2 separate regions of the Rattus norvegicus genome follow, and region 1 is linked to region 2. Evidence: chromatin contacts called from public Hi-C data. All regions are on one chromosome and are shown on one strand. The core of a region is the stretch at or near the end of the contact, and the rest is flanking DNA. Distances in the headings are between cores, read along the strand shown. Region 1 overlaps Atf2 (activating transcription factor 2). Region 2 holds the start of Chrna1 (cholinergic receptor nicotinic alpha 1 subunit).

Evidence for each region. Hi-C and Micro-C count contacts between places; a contact is called where the count stands out from the background.
Region 1: a Hi-C map of liver shows a contact between it and region 2, with 3 times the contacts expected there. The contact joins the enhancer-like site here to the promoter of Chrna1 in region 2. A contact is called at or near these places in 5 of 12 Hi-C or Micro-C datasets (the A7r5 cell line, Schwann cells, liver and 2 more).

Annotation. Positions count from the first base shown.
Region 1 is chr3:79,160,930-79,167,288 of GRCr8, forward strand. Atf2 (activating transcription factor 2) reads right to left here. Exons shown (of 14, transcript NM_031018.2): 5 at 1,803-1,899. Among named protein-coding and RNA genes, the nearest start is that of Atf2, 39 kb to the right of the region's middle. Within about 2 kb of position 3,567, at least 2 of the 93 cell types and tissues checked have an H3K27ac peak or open chromatin away from gene starts, as enhancers often do.
Region 2 is chr3:78,873,788-78,879,922 of GRCr8, forward strand. Chrna1 (cholinergic receptor nicotinic alpha 1 subunit) reads right to left here and starts at 3,566. Exons shown (of 9, transcript NM_024485.2): 1 at 3,463-3,566. The coding sequence starts at 3,505.

The DNA.
Region 1 (6,359 bases), core at 2,317-4,816, 290 kb after region 2:
ATCGTATCCATTATTTAATCTTTAACCTACATCCTAATTTTTAGCCTTAAAGACTTCCAAAATAATATTTTAATAAGGGGTTTGAATATATATATATCAGTTTAAATCTATTTTAATTCAAATTAGTCAAATATAAATGTTACCTCTGTTCACACCCAAAGGGTTTGCCTAAGATGATTAGGAATCAACACAACTTATATTTGACAGAAAAAAATCCAGAAAACGCATAGCGTATACCACTTTAATTGATGATTATTACTGGTACCATCAGATTTGAGAGAAGTCATCACAGGCACAAATGGTTAACATGCAGATAGCTTAAGGCTATGGTCATCATGCATTCTATTTGCAGTTATAGTAAACTATTTCAGTGTTAGTAAAAATGTTGTGATTGAATATGTTCTATTTTTATACCGTATTAAAAGTAACATATAGGAACCAAATTAACATTCTTGAGATCAAAGTTTACAAAGAACATCTAAGACAGTAAATATCAAGGAAACAAAGATCTTCAGACCTAGAAAAATACTTTCTAGGTGGTTTTTAATTTTCCTTAATTACTGTTCTTTCCTTTTTTATTGTGGTCCTCATTATTTACATACTCCAAGAAGTGCGTACCTCACTCTGATCCGCACCCTTCTCCTTACAGTACCAAAGACTGTCAAAAGTTCCCTTCCATAAGTTTTTTTAAATAAACCACCAACTTTTAGCTCCCTCTCGTTTATTAATTACAAAAATTACAGAACTAAAAGCACAGGAGGAACCATCTGATACTGCCTTAACATCTCTCCAAAGCACTGCGTATGGTGTTCACACTAAGTTATAATTTACAAGTACTAATACTGTTCAATATTCTAGTTAAAATTCTAGAATTACAGATAGAATAACATAAGCTTCACAAAACAAAGGACTCTAGATTCTATATTTATGACATGCATATTTGTAATTCTGACAGAGCGCTAAAACATATGTAAAATCTGACAAAGAACTTATCATGTTTACTTAGAAAGAAACAAATATATTGAACTCATGCATAGTATATATTATTCAAGTACACAGATTATATGTTTACATGTAGAACATAAAACAACTAACATAGGATAGAGTGATGGTAAGCTACCACATGAATTGGGTTCTTCTTTTTACATATGAAAAACAACGATCTGCTCAGGGTAATACCATATAATTATAGGGTATGCACACACGCATGCACACACACACACAAATACACACACACTAACTGAACTTAGATTTTCTTTAGGAAAGAACATTTTATTTTATTTTGCAGTGCTGGGGATTAAAACCTGAGTCTTGTGAATGCCAGGCAAGTACTATACTACTGATCTATATCCCAGCTTTAGAGTGTTTTATTAATAAAACATTTATTTCATTTGAAACACCTTTAAACAAAAGTATAATGACCAAGTTTAGGGAGTGCTTGATCATTTACTCTCTTTACAAAGTTTTAAAAACCAGGTGTATGACAACTAAAAGAAACACTAAATATCAATGAAGTCAGTTATCAGTTAAACATACTTTGTAGAAAGGCATGATTGCTCCAAGGGTTCTAATTAACTTCCATAAAACCAACTTCAAATGGGTATTTGAAAAGCACACAAAAAAGTGAAATGAATGATCAAAAGAACATATAGAAATGTAATGGGTAAATACATGTTGCCAACATTTACTGTAAATGAAGCAATTGGACTATCACCAGACTATAGTGTTTACAGAGAATACACAAAATTGTGCACATTCTGGGTGAAATATGATATAAGCCATTAATAAAAGCATATACTAACCAGCCACAATGACACTGTCATTACGTGCTGGACCAAATTTCAGTGTCATCTCATGTTTATGTTTATGGACAGCCAAATGATCCTCGTTGGTAAAACGCTGTGGCAAAAAGTTTTAAAATACAGTTAAGTTTTTCAATTTGATCAAAGAAAACTGATAAAGGATATCAATTTCCACAACATGTAAAACCACCATTAACAATGAAATACCAGCTTATAAACTATAAGACAATCAATCTATTATTAGCACACAAAGACAGTAATTTTCAAATGATGAGGAACCCCCATAGAAGAATATGAAATGATAGTATATAATTCATCTGAGAGGCTTGAAAATAAAACCTGAGGCAAAAAATTAGTAAAATAGACTATTATTCTTTTATTATGTCAGAGAAATATATACTCAGCTCAAAGACTAAGAAAATATTGTATTTACTTAGATGTAAGGTTACTTACCACTTTTTAAACTGATAATATTCTAAAAATGACTCCTGTACAAATTAAGAAATTAGTCTGGGGGTCGGGGATTTAGCTCAGCGGTAGAGCGCTTGCCTAGCAAGCGCAAGGCCCTGGGTTCGGTCCCCAGCTCCAAAAAAAAAAAAAAAAAAAAAAAAAAAAGAAATTAGTCTGAGGCCAGGCATGGTGGTGCACACCTTTAATCCCAGTACTAGGAAGGCAGATCTCTGTAAATTTGAGGATAGCCTGATCTACAAATAGAGTTCCAAGTCAGCCATGGCTATATAGTAAGAACCTGTCTAAATTAAAAGGAGGAAAAAAAGAACAAAGAAATTAAGTCTAGCTTTATAGTACCATAGTGAAGATTTTTGTGCTATAGTCTAGCAAAGAAACAGTAATCACAATACAATAACTCTATTTTAAACTGTCTTAACCTAAAAAAGTGATTTTTAAAACCATAACTTGTATTAAGATGAATGTATGTTCAAAGCTATTTATCATGCCTTCCCTCGCCGTACACTGGTGAGTACATATGACCAGTGATACTTATGATTATGACAAATATTCATGTTTAAATTCTTACTGGAAATAGACTTTAGAAAGAACTCCTTATCAAGAACCACTGTTGCCTAAAAAGGAAACCACTCATTTATTTTGCCTTCCTGGTTCAGAAGTTAAATTAACCCTTACTCATTTCTACTACTTAACAAATAGGGGTATTAAAATTTTAATGAAACTGTTAAGAAGTCTGATACCTAGTACTTACTAGCATCCTATGTCCAGCATAAGAATCCTACCTTCAATTTTTAAGAAGATTTTATTTTTATTCATGTTCATGTGTGTGTCTGTGGATGCTTACAAAAACAAGAATATTAGAGTCCACAAAGTTGTGAGTCACCCGGTTTGGGTGCTGGGAACCAAACTCAAGTCTTCTTGCAGAGCACAATCACTCTTAACTCCTTGAGTCCTCTCTCGGGCTCTCCAGCTTCAAGGTAAAAGACCTCCTATCAGTGTCCATGGTAATCTGAATGTTCCTTATTGGGGCTAGTACTATTTATGTCTACCCTTCTAAATAAGCTGAGGACTCCTATGACCTCCAAATCTGCCGTAAGCATTACATATAAAGACTAATGGGAAAAAAATGAACTCCTTAACTCTTTAGAGTCTTAAAATCTGTAAAAGGCAGAAGACAATCAAGCTTCACTTTACTTACAAACAACAATAGAAAGTTACCCACTATTTGATGAGAGTAACTAGTATTCTCCAGAACCTGTTTGCATCTCCATATGCAGGGACTGTTCAGTGTGTCTGTCCCTTGGTTTACTCTTCCATTAGCTGTTCACTCAGCTGTGGACACTGAGAGTACAATCCAACTTCCCCTCTCAGGCTATCTTCTTATATTACTTTATCCTTTCAAAAGTCCTCCCCAGATCTGGTGAGATTAATAGTGGTGTGTTGACAGGCACCCTTAGGAACAAAGCTCTCAAGTCAATGAACACATGGCAAAGCATATTCACACTGCTGCCTTTATCCTTGTATTAAAATTGTCAATGTTATGCTTTACATTCATATTAAAGGGTATTCATGTAAGATTCATTTTAGGTCCTAGAAAACCTCCCAATGTAACTTTTCATTAGAAGACAATCATTAAAGCATTTTATTATAAACTATCTTGTTATAAGTGACACTCTTAAAAAACTGTGAAGTTGTCAAAATTAAAAGGTAAAAACTCTGGAAATTTCACCTAGAATTTTTATTCAATTAGTGCTTTCTTCTGGGATTAGTTTGGCCTCTATAAAATATCATTATCTGCTGCATAACGTGAAAGTGAAAGTAAACTCTGACTTCAGAGAAAAGGAGTGACTAGCTAAAAATACAAGGGTTATGTATTTATAAACTCTTACACAATATCCAAAGATAAAATTAACCATTAGTTAACAAAGACAGTAACAGTTTTGTAATGTGAAGGACACAGGTGAATCTGACCTTGGTTTTTTATTCTCTCTCTATCCAGTTAAAATGAGAAAAATGTTACGATATATATGTATATATACATATATATATATATATAGATAAACTAAAAAAAGGATTTGTTTTCAGAATAAACTGTAGAATTATAATCATATCACTGGCAGTATTAACATATTTAATTAATACCATTTCTTCTAGACAAAATCTAATTTGAATGCACAATCCAACAGGTCTGCACAAAATTTCTGTCAACAAAAACAAGAGCCTGAGCATTAATCTCAATAAACAATGTTGGAAGAAAATGAAGACAAGTTTTTTGGAGAGGACCTTATAAGGTAGAAAAAAGTAATGGGCAGATAGGAAGAAAGTGAACATGCAGAGTCCACAGTAAATTAGTGCATATTCTAATAGGTAAGAAATCTGTTTCCAAGGTTTGGCCATATTTCTTCAGATTTTGTTAATACGGGGGGGTAGGGTGGAGTGTTACACAAAGCACAGTACCTATGTGGAGTTCCGAGGACAACTCTGTGGTGTCAGTTCTGTCCTCCTTCTGTCTTTACTTAAGGGCTCTGGAGACTGAACTCAGGTTGCCAGGCTTGTCTGACAAGTGCTTTTTATATGCTAAGCCATCTCTTAAAGAATAACTTCCTACAAATCAGTCATCTAGGATTTTATAGTTATTTTTACCATATATTATTATTACTACTATTTAATTTGTTGAATGGGTAGAAATAAATTTTCATGTATCAAGGCTACAACCTTTTCCTACTTTTTCCTTAGTTGAAGAGGAACTCTACTCAATAGTAGAAACTACTGATTAACTCACATATACTTCCACTAAGACTCGGGGTAAGTATATATTGTATCTAATCTCTTCTGAATCAGCTTGTGATATAAAATAATTTACCACAAAGTAGCTTCAAATTGAAGTGACACCAAAGGCAAAGATATAGCCAACAAGATGATATGCAAATAAATCTTTTACTAAGTATTAATTTTGTATCTTTTATTCAATTCAACACCATTGTATTCCTCTAGAAACAAATGAAGTTAATAGGAGTCTCTGCAATATCTAAAAGTTCCCTAGGCATTTAAAAAAAGACCACAGTAAGAATCTTCAAGTAAACTCTTTGTGCTAATTTTTATAGGCCATTCTTAAGTGACACTATCAACAAAGTACATTTTTAAATGTGATAATCTGCTATATATTTTAAATTTAAACTAAGTAGAGCAAAATTTGGATCCTTTCATAGAGATGAGAAAAATAAAATTTACACTGTCATCACCAAATTTGTGTTTCTAAAACCAATGATCAATTATTGCAGAGTATTATAGTGCATACCTTTAATCCCAGCACTTAAGAGGGCAAAGGCAGGAGATCTCTGTAAGTTTGAGGAAAACCTGATCTACAGAGAGAGTACAAGGACAACCAGAGCTACATAGTGAGACCTATCTTAAAAAATAAAAATTAAAAAATAATAGTAGTACCTTCAACATTCAAAGAATACTACTTAACATAAAGAGAGACTCTGTCACTGCCACTTTCAGCAAGATTACCTCATGAAGCTGACACTCACTGGGCTGTTCTGGGCAGTGATAGTGTACAATATAAATATTAAGTACCTCACAAAATCATTGGCTAAAAAATGTATTACCCAAGCCCGGAGTGATTATAACAAAATTAGTTTGGGCTGGAGAGATGGCTCAGTAGTTAAGAGCACTGACTACTTTTCCAGAGGTCCTGAGTTCAATTCCCAGCAACCACATGGTGGCTCACAACCATCTGTAATGAGATCTTCTGGTGCCCTCTTCTGGTGTATCTGATGACAGTGACAGTGTACTAACATGCATAAAATAAATAAATAAATAAGTTTATTATTAATGAGAGCTAAACTTTTAATGAAAGCAAAAGCAGAGTGAGCTTTTATTTGATGTTTTTTTTCTTTCTTTTAAGCCTGTGTATTTGTGGAAGTTAATGAACAACCTGCAGGGATCAGATTTTTCCTTCTACTATGTGGGTTCTAGGGACTGAACTCAGGTCATCAGTCTTAAAGCAAGTTCCTTTATCCAGAAAGCCATCTTTATGGTCCAATATATAACTATGCATACATTTTAGTTATTTGTCAACTAATT
Region 2 (6,135 bases), core at 2,316-4,815:
GGCATGAATTGGCTTCTCTCTGTTCACAGGGTGAGTGACATTTGTCATTGACATCAATAGCTATCAGCCCATTGGGAATTTATGTGCCCTGAGAAAGGTGGCAGTGGCATGGCTGAGGTTCCTGAGTGGATGGTAGGAGAAGTTTGTGAAAGGTGCCACGTAACCAGAACAACTGGGGTGTGTTCAGTAGGCACGGGGAAAGTGACCCTGACCGAAGGACTGTTGCTAAGAGTCCACATGTTCAAAGTGCATGTTCTACATCATATTATGTGTATGTGACTGTGTGTAAAATGAGCTTTCTAGATCATATTACATGTGCGTAACTGTGTGTTTGCATGTGTGCTGTGATGGTTGGCATATGCTCGTCCCAGGGAGTGGCACTATTAGAAGGTGTGGCCTTGTGGGAGGAAGTGTGTCACTGTGGGGGGTGGACTTGGAGATCTTCCTCCTAGCTGCCTGAGGATGCTCAGTCTGTTCCTGGCTTCCTTTGGGAGAAGATGTAGAACTCTCAGCTCTACCTGTACCAAGCCTGTCTGGATGCTGCCATGTTCCTGCCTTGATGATAATGGACTGAACCTCTGAACCTGTAAGACAGCCCCAATTAAATGCTGTCCTTTATAAGAGTTGCCTTGGTTATGGTGTCTGTTCACAGCAGTAAAACCTTAACTAAGACATGTGTGTGTGCAAGCACGTATGTGTGCACCTGCATGTACAAGCCAGAAGACAACCTCAGATGTCATTTCTCAGGGATCCACATCTTTTTGGAGACAGGCTGTCATTAGCCTAAAATTTACTATGTAGGCTAGGCTAGATGGCCAGGAAGCACTAGGGACCTTTCTGCCTTTCCTTACACATTGTCAGGATTACAGACATTGTCACCATGCCTGGTTTTCTAAATATGGGTTGTGGGAATTGAACTAAGGTCCTGTGTTTGTAATGCCAGTGCTTTGCTGACTGAACCCGCTTTGCATTTGTACACAGGGAACTGGACCCTGGTTTTGAGGGAAAGAATTCTGAACTGTAGTGAGTCGCCTTGTGTAAATCTTACTCCAACCTCATGCTCTGTCTCTACCTGGGTGATTTCAGATTGTTTTAGGCCTGGGTGTGGGAGTTCTTAAGTTCTTAAGTGATCACACCCTGCAGGCCAGTTTATATCTTTTCCCTTCGGTTTCCTTATAATAAACAAATTTAGGGTGCTGGACTTCAGTTTATAATTCTAAATTTCTATGGACTGCCGTCTCATTCTCTGCGTGGCTCCAGAAAAGGACCTGACTGGGACAGCGAAGAAGCTGAGAGAAGAAACATAGACAGACACATGGACACACAGAAAAGCCATGATCCCATGGCCTGGTCTCTCGGGTAGAGAAACCTCAGAGCCCAGGAAGCTCAATGTGTTTATTAAATAGATTGAACATGGAGGAAGGATTAGTGCATAGAGATAAGCAAGGATGCAGGGTTTATATACAGTTGGGTCAAGGGGACAAGGTTAGCTATCTCGGTGGGACAGTTCTGTAGGGGAACAGTCAGTCATCCGTCCATAACACCCAGGGGCCAGAAAACTATGGTGGACATTCTCTACACATCCTTCCAATATCCACACATGATGGCTTTGCCATCTTCCTTGGAGTCTTACCCCACCAGGAAGGCTTTTCTATTCCTCCATGGGTCTGAGGCTTTTGGGGTTCTTGACCTGGCCATGCCCATGTTAACACACATACTCACCCATGATTTCACCTGCTCAGGGCTTCCTCTGCTTACTACAGACTGCACATGGGATCAAAACACACAACACTGACTCTTACTAGCTGCACGTGAACTGTGTTGTTCTAAGAGGTCTTGTAGGTAATATTTAGAAGCCTATCTATCACATAAGAACTTTCACTGAGGGGCTTGGAGGGCTGGCTCAGAAGTTAAGAGCACTTGTTGCTCTTGCACAGGACCTAGATTCTGTTCCCAGTACCCACATGGTGGCTCATGCGTATCTGTAACTCTAGGGAATCTGAGGCCCTCTTCTGACCTCTGTAGTCACTGGGCACACATGTGGTGCATATACATGCAGGCAAAACATTCATACACATAAAATAAAAAAATTCTTTAAAATTTTTTAAAACAAGTTTTCACCAAGTGTGATGCTTGTAAATACGTGCATGCACATGCCTGCTTTGGTTGGATCAACTTTAAATTTCACAGCATTTAATCCATCTGAGTTTAGACACTTCCTCTAACTCTGCTATTGAAAATAAATGTGTGTGAGTGTGTATGAGTGTGTGCGTGTGTATATATGTGTGTGAGTGTGTGAGTGTGTGAATGTATGTGTGTGAGTGTGTGTGTGTATATGTGTGTGTATGTATGTGTGTGTGTATACATGTATGTGTGAGTGTGTGAGTGTTTGTGTGTGTGTGTGTGTGTGTGTGTGTGTGTGTGTGTGCTCTTTGCTTTTGCCTGGAAGGCCTGTGTTTGTCGGAGCAATGTTAGAGCGAGGGGAGTTGCAGGCTTTAAGCCACCATGCTCCTCAGTGGAATGATATGACCAGTAAGTTCATCGGAAGTAATCAACACACATCTCCTGTTTCCCTCTACCGGAAGTCTGGGGCTCAGGATAGCGTTTCAGCGGCTGTGATGGGACACATTCCAGAGTAGAGAGTAGGTCAAGGGCTGTGCAAGGTTTCGTGAGTCCAACTCAAACATAAAACCTACATAGTAGTAAGATCCTTACAAAGTGGGGTGGAGTGGGAGTGCAGCGGCCATGGATTTATATGGACTTAAAAAAAAAAAACGAATCTCTGACTTTAAAAACCTAGACATGACAAAACAGTTTCTTTGTAGAGACAGTTTGGTTACATTGTTAACAGGTTTCCAGGCACCTGTAGCTGTCAATCAAACCTCTTCATTCTCAGACAAATTCTCCAGTGACAAAAGGCCCATCGTTGTCTACACAGTTCACACCCAAACTATGCAATCTAGCTACAAATAATAATAATAATAATAATAATAATAATAATAATATCAAAAATAAAATAACGAAGTTTAAATAAGTTTATGCCCTTGTATGTATCTATGGCTAGATCGTTTTGGCACATGCAGCCCTATGGCTGTGTGCTGGACCTGCCTTCACTAGTCTGAACATGAAGGTAGATGAGAACGGTAGCATAGTCTACCAGTGGCTCTGATTGTACAAGTGGGCTATCACGTTCACATGACTGAGCTTGGGACCAGGCAACGCCAGAGCGACCAGGATCTCTTGCTCGTGGCTTTTGACCAGGCAGCTCCCATTCTGGGGAAACAAACTAAAAATCTATCCTCAAGATTCCATCCGAGCCAACACCAAGCTGTGACTGGTAGAGAAGCCTCTGGCTGGTATAGCCGTGTCCTGTGTTCCCTTTAAAGAAACAAGACCTTGGTATGGGACATGGGGCACATTAGTGTTTCACCCTCAAAGGAGAGCCCCCTCCCTGGGACTTACCGGAGCAGAGGCCCAGCAGCAGGAGGACAGCGGTGAGCTCCATGGGCTGTGGACGCTGGTGTGGCCTCCAGCAGCCTGTCCCACTCCCTGGCACTCTGGCTGCAGCTTGGCTGCAGGCCTTGGGCCAGCTGACTCTCAAGTTATTGTCTTACATCACCTGTGTGCCTGCATGACAGCTGAGCTGCCCGCAGCCTCAAAGCTGGGGCCTTCTGTGGCCACAGACGTGCCTTGCCATCACTCGGCTCATGTTAGGCGTAAACCGTATGAAAGTCTGCATAGATCGTGAGCCAGGGGCTTGTTTTGTTTTGTGTTGAAGATCAAACCCTGACCTCACGAACATACTAGCTAAATACGGGCTAAATAGAAATGGCTAAAACAATTCTATCAGTGGTACCGTACCCCTACTCTTATATATGTTTTTTTTTTTTTTCAGAGCTGGGGACCGAACCCAGGGCCTTGCGCTTGCTAGGCAAATGCTCTACCACTGAGCTAAATCCCCAACCCCATATATGGGGTTTTAAATCACATTTATTTGCTTGTTTTATGTGAGGGTGGTGGCGGATGCCATGGTGGTAGAATAGAGAACAGTTTACAGAAGTTGGTTCTCCTACCGTGTGTGTCCTGGGGATCAGACTCAGGTCATCAGGCTTGACAGCAAGCTCCTTTACCTGCTGAGCCCTCTCGCTGGCCTGTGAGTCAATTATTAGCAAAAGACTTGGTGCACGATTTCAGCAGAGGCTATGGATTTGAGTAGATACCACTGTGTAACTGTCCTTAATCACACGGGTGTACACTCCCTGAACGTGGAATGAAATGCTGTGTCACAGGCCTCAATGTGACATCTTCTGTGCCTGCCTGAGTTTGAAGGGTGGCTAGTGTTGAAGTGGATGCTGGAGAATTCCAGATATGATCATGTGCAGCTTTGAACAAATATAGCTTTTTTTTTTTCTGTGAACTGGTCCACCCCCTCAACCCCCACTCCACCCCCCGCCGGGGCCCCAGATGGCTAATTCCCTCCCCTCATCTCTGTCAGACAAGACCTAGCCCACCCAGAGCTGTTAGCTGGCCCACTGCAGCCTCGTGTGTGTCCTGACATTACAGCAGCACAGCACTTTGTGGGAAAAGTCTTCCACCCCAGTGGCCTTTGTTCCAGATTCCTGCTTCCTGCTGCCTCCCCTCAACCTACTCTCCCTCGGGGAGGCAGAGAGCAGAGCCATTCAGCGTTTCAAGCCCTTTGTTTAAAAGATCCCCCAAAATGGAATTTGCTCAGCAGCAAGCAGCTTGCAATTGTTCACTCTGAAGCATTTTTTAACCAAACTTGGCTTCTCTGTAGGTTCGAGTGGGCTCGGGCAGAAAGCTGTCATTGGAAGACAACCTTGCTGCTCCCTGCACGCCCCGGTCCCTTTAGGGCTGGATCGTGTGCAAAGTCTCTTCCCTTGAACCCAAGGACAGGGTCCGGTCAAATTATCCCACTCCACCGGGTCCAAACAAATGGTTAAGGAGCTTGCAGAACAGAGGGGAGAGCTGCACAACTACCTTATTTTTTTTCTGCTTACATTATACCAGCTAACTGGTAAAATAATCATCTTTCTCCCTCCTGCAACCCTGTGACTGCCGAGTTAGGAAAACATCCACCCACGATTCCCACCCACCACTCACCCATGCTGAGCCCCATGGCTGAGTTCTAGTGAGTCAAACCTGAGCGGAGGCTCTCTGTGTGTCACCACCTTTTTGCTAGAGGCATAAACTTCAGTAGACACTTTGCTCACCAAGAAATCAGGGACAACAGTTTGAATAGACAATTTTCTAGTACCTAACATGGGGTTTTTGCCTCATTTTAGTCTCCAATATCAGTTCTCTTGCTATATATTTTAGAGTTAATTTTTATTTTTAATTGTTTTTCTTTTAAGAGCACCGTTAAGATTTATTTGTTTCATTTTGGGTGTATGAGCATCTTGAGTAGGAGTGTGTCTGTGTGCCACGTGTATGCCTGGTGCCTGCGGAAGTCAGAAGAAGGCCTCTGATCCCCTGGAAGTGGAGTCGTGGATGATTGTGGGCCATCAGATGTGTGAAGGAAACCAAACCGGGTCCCCTGCAGGAACAAGTGCTCTTGACCGCTGAGTAATCTCTCCAACCTCATGAGTTTATTTTTAACTATAAGGTCCTAATACAAAAGACCAAATTGGGGGTTGGGGATTTAGCTCAGTGGTAGAGCGCTTGCCTAGGAAGCGCAAGGCCCTGGGTTCGGTCCCCAGCTCCGAAAAAAAGAACCAAAAAAAAAAAAAAAAGACCAAATTGGGTGTTAATCATCCCTAGTTACCGTACAAATAACTCAGAATTTCTATAGCTGCACACAATAAATATTTTGTTTTAATTCATGAATTTCTGAGTGGGGAACAGGGTAGTGGGGTTCATTCCTCCATAGTCACTCAAGGATCCAGGATGCCCTAAACAAAGCCAAGGCTACCATGAGGCGGCACCCATCCTGGCAGAGGCTAGAAGGGTAAGATGTCTCTATTGGACCCCAGAGAATTTCTCTGGGGCTAACTGACTTTAATTAGCAAGTTGGGACAAGTAAGAGATGGGAGCAGGTAAGAAACAAATCTGGAAATTTGTATCTTCTGCTTCAAAGAGTAAGGGATAAAAAACATGGAAAGGGGGCTTTGAGCTACA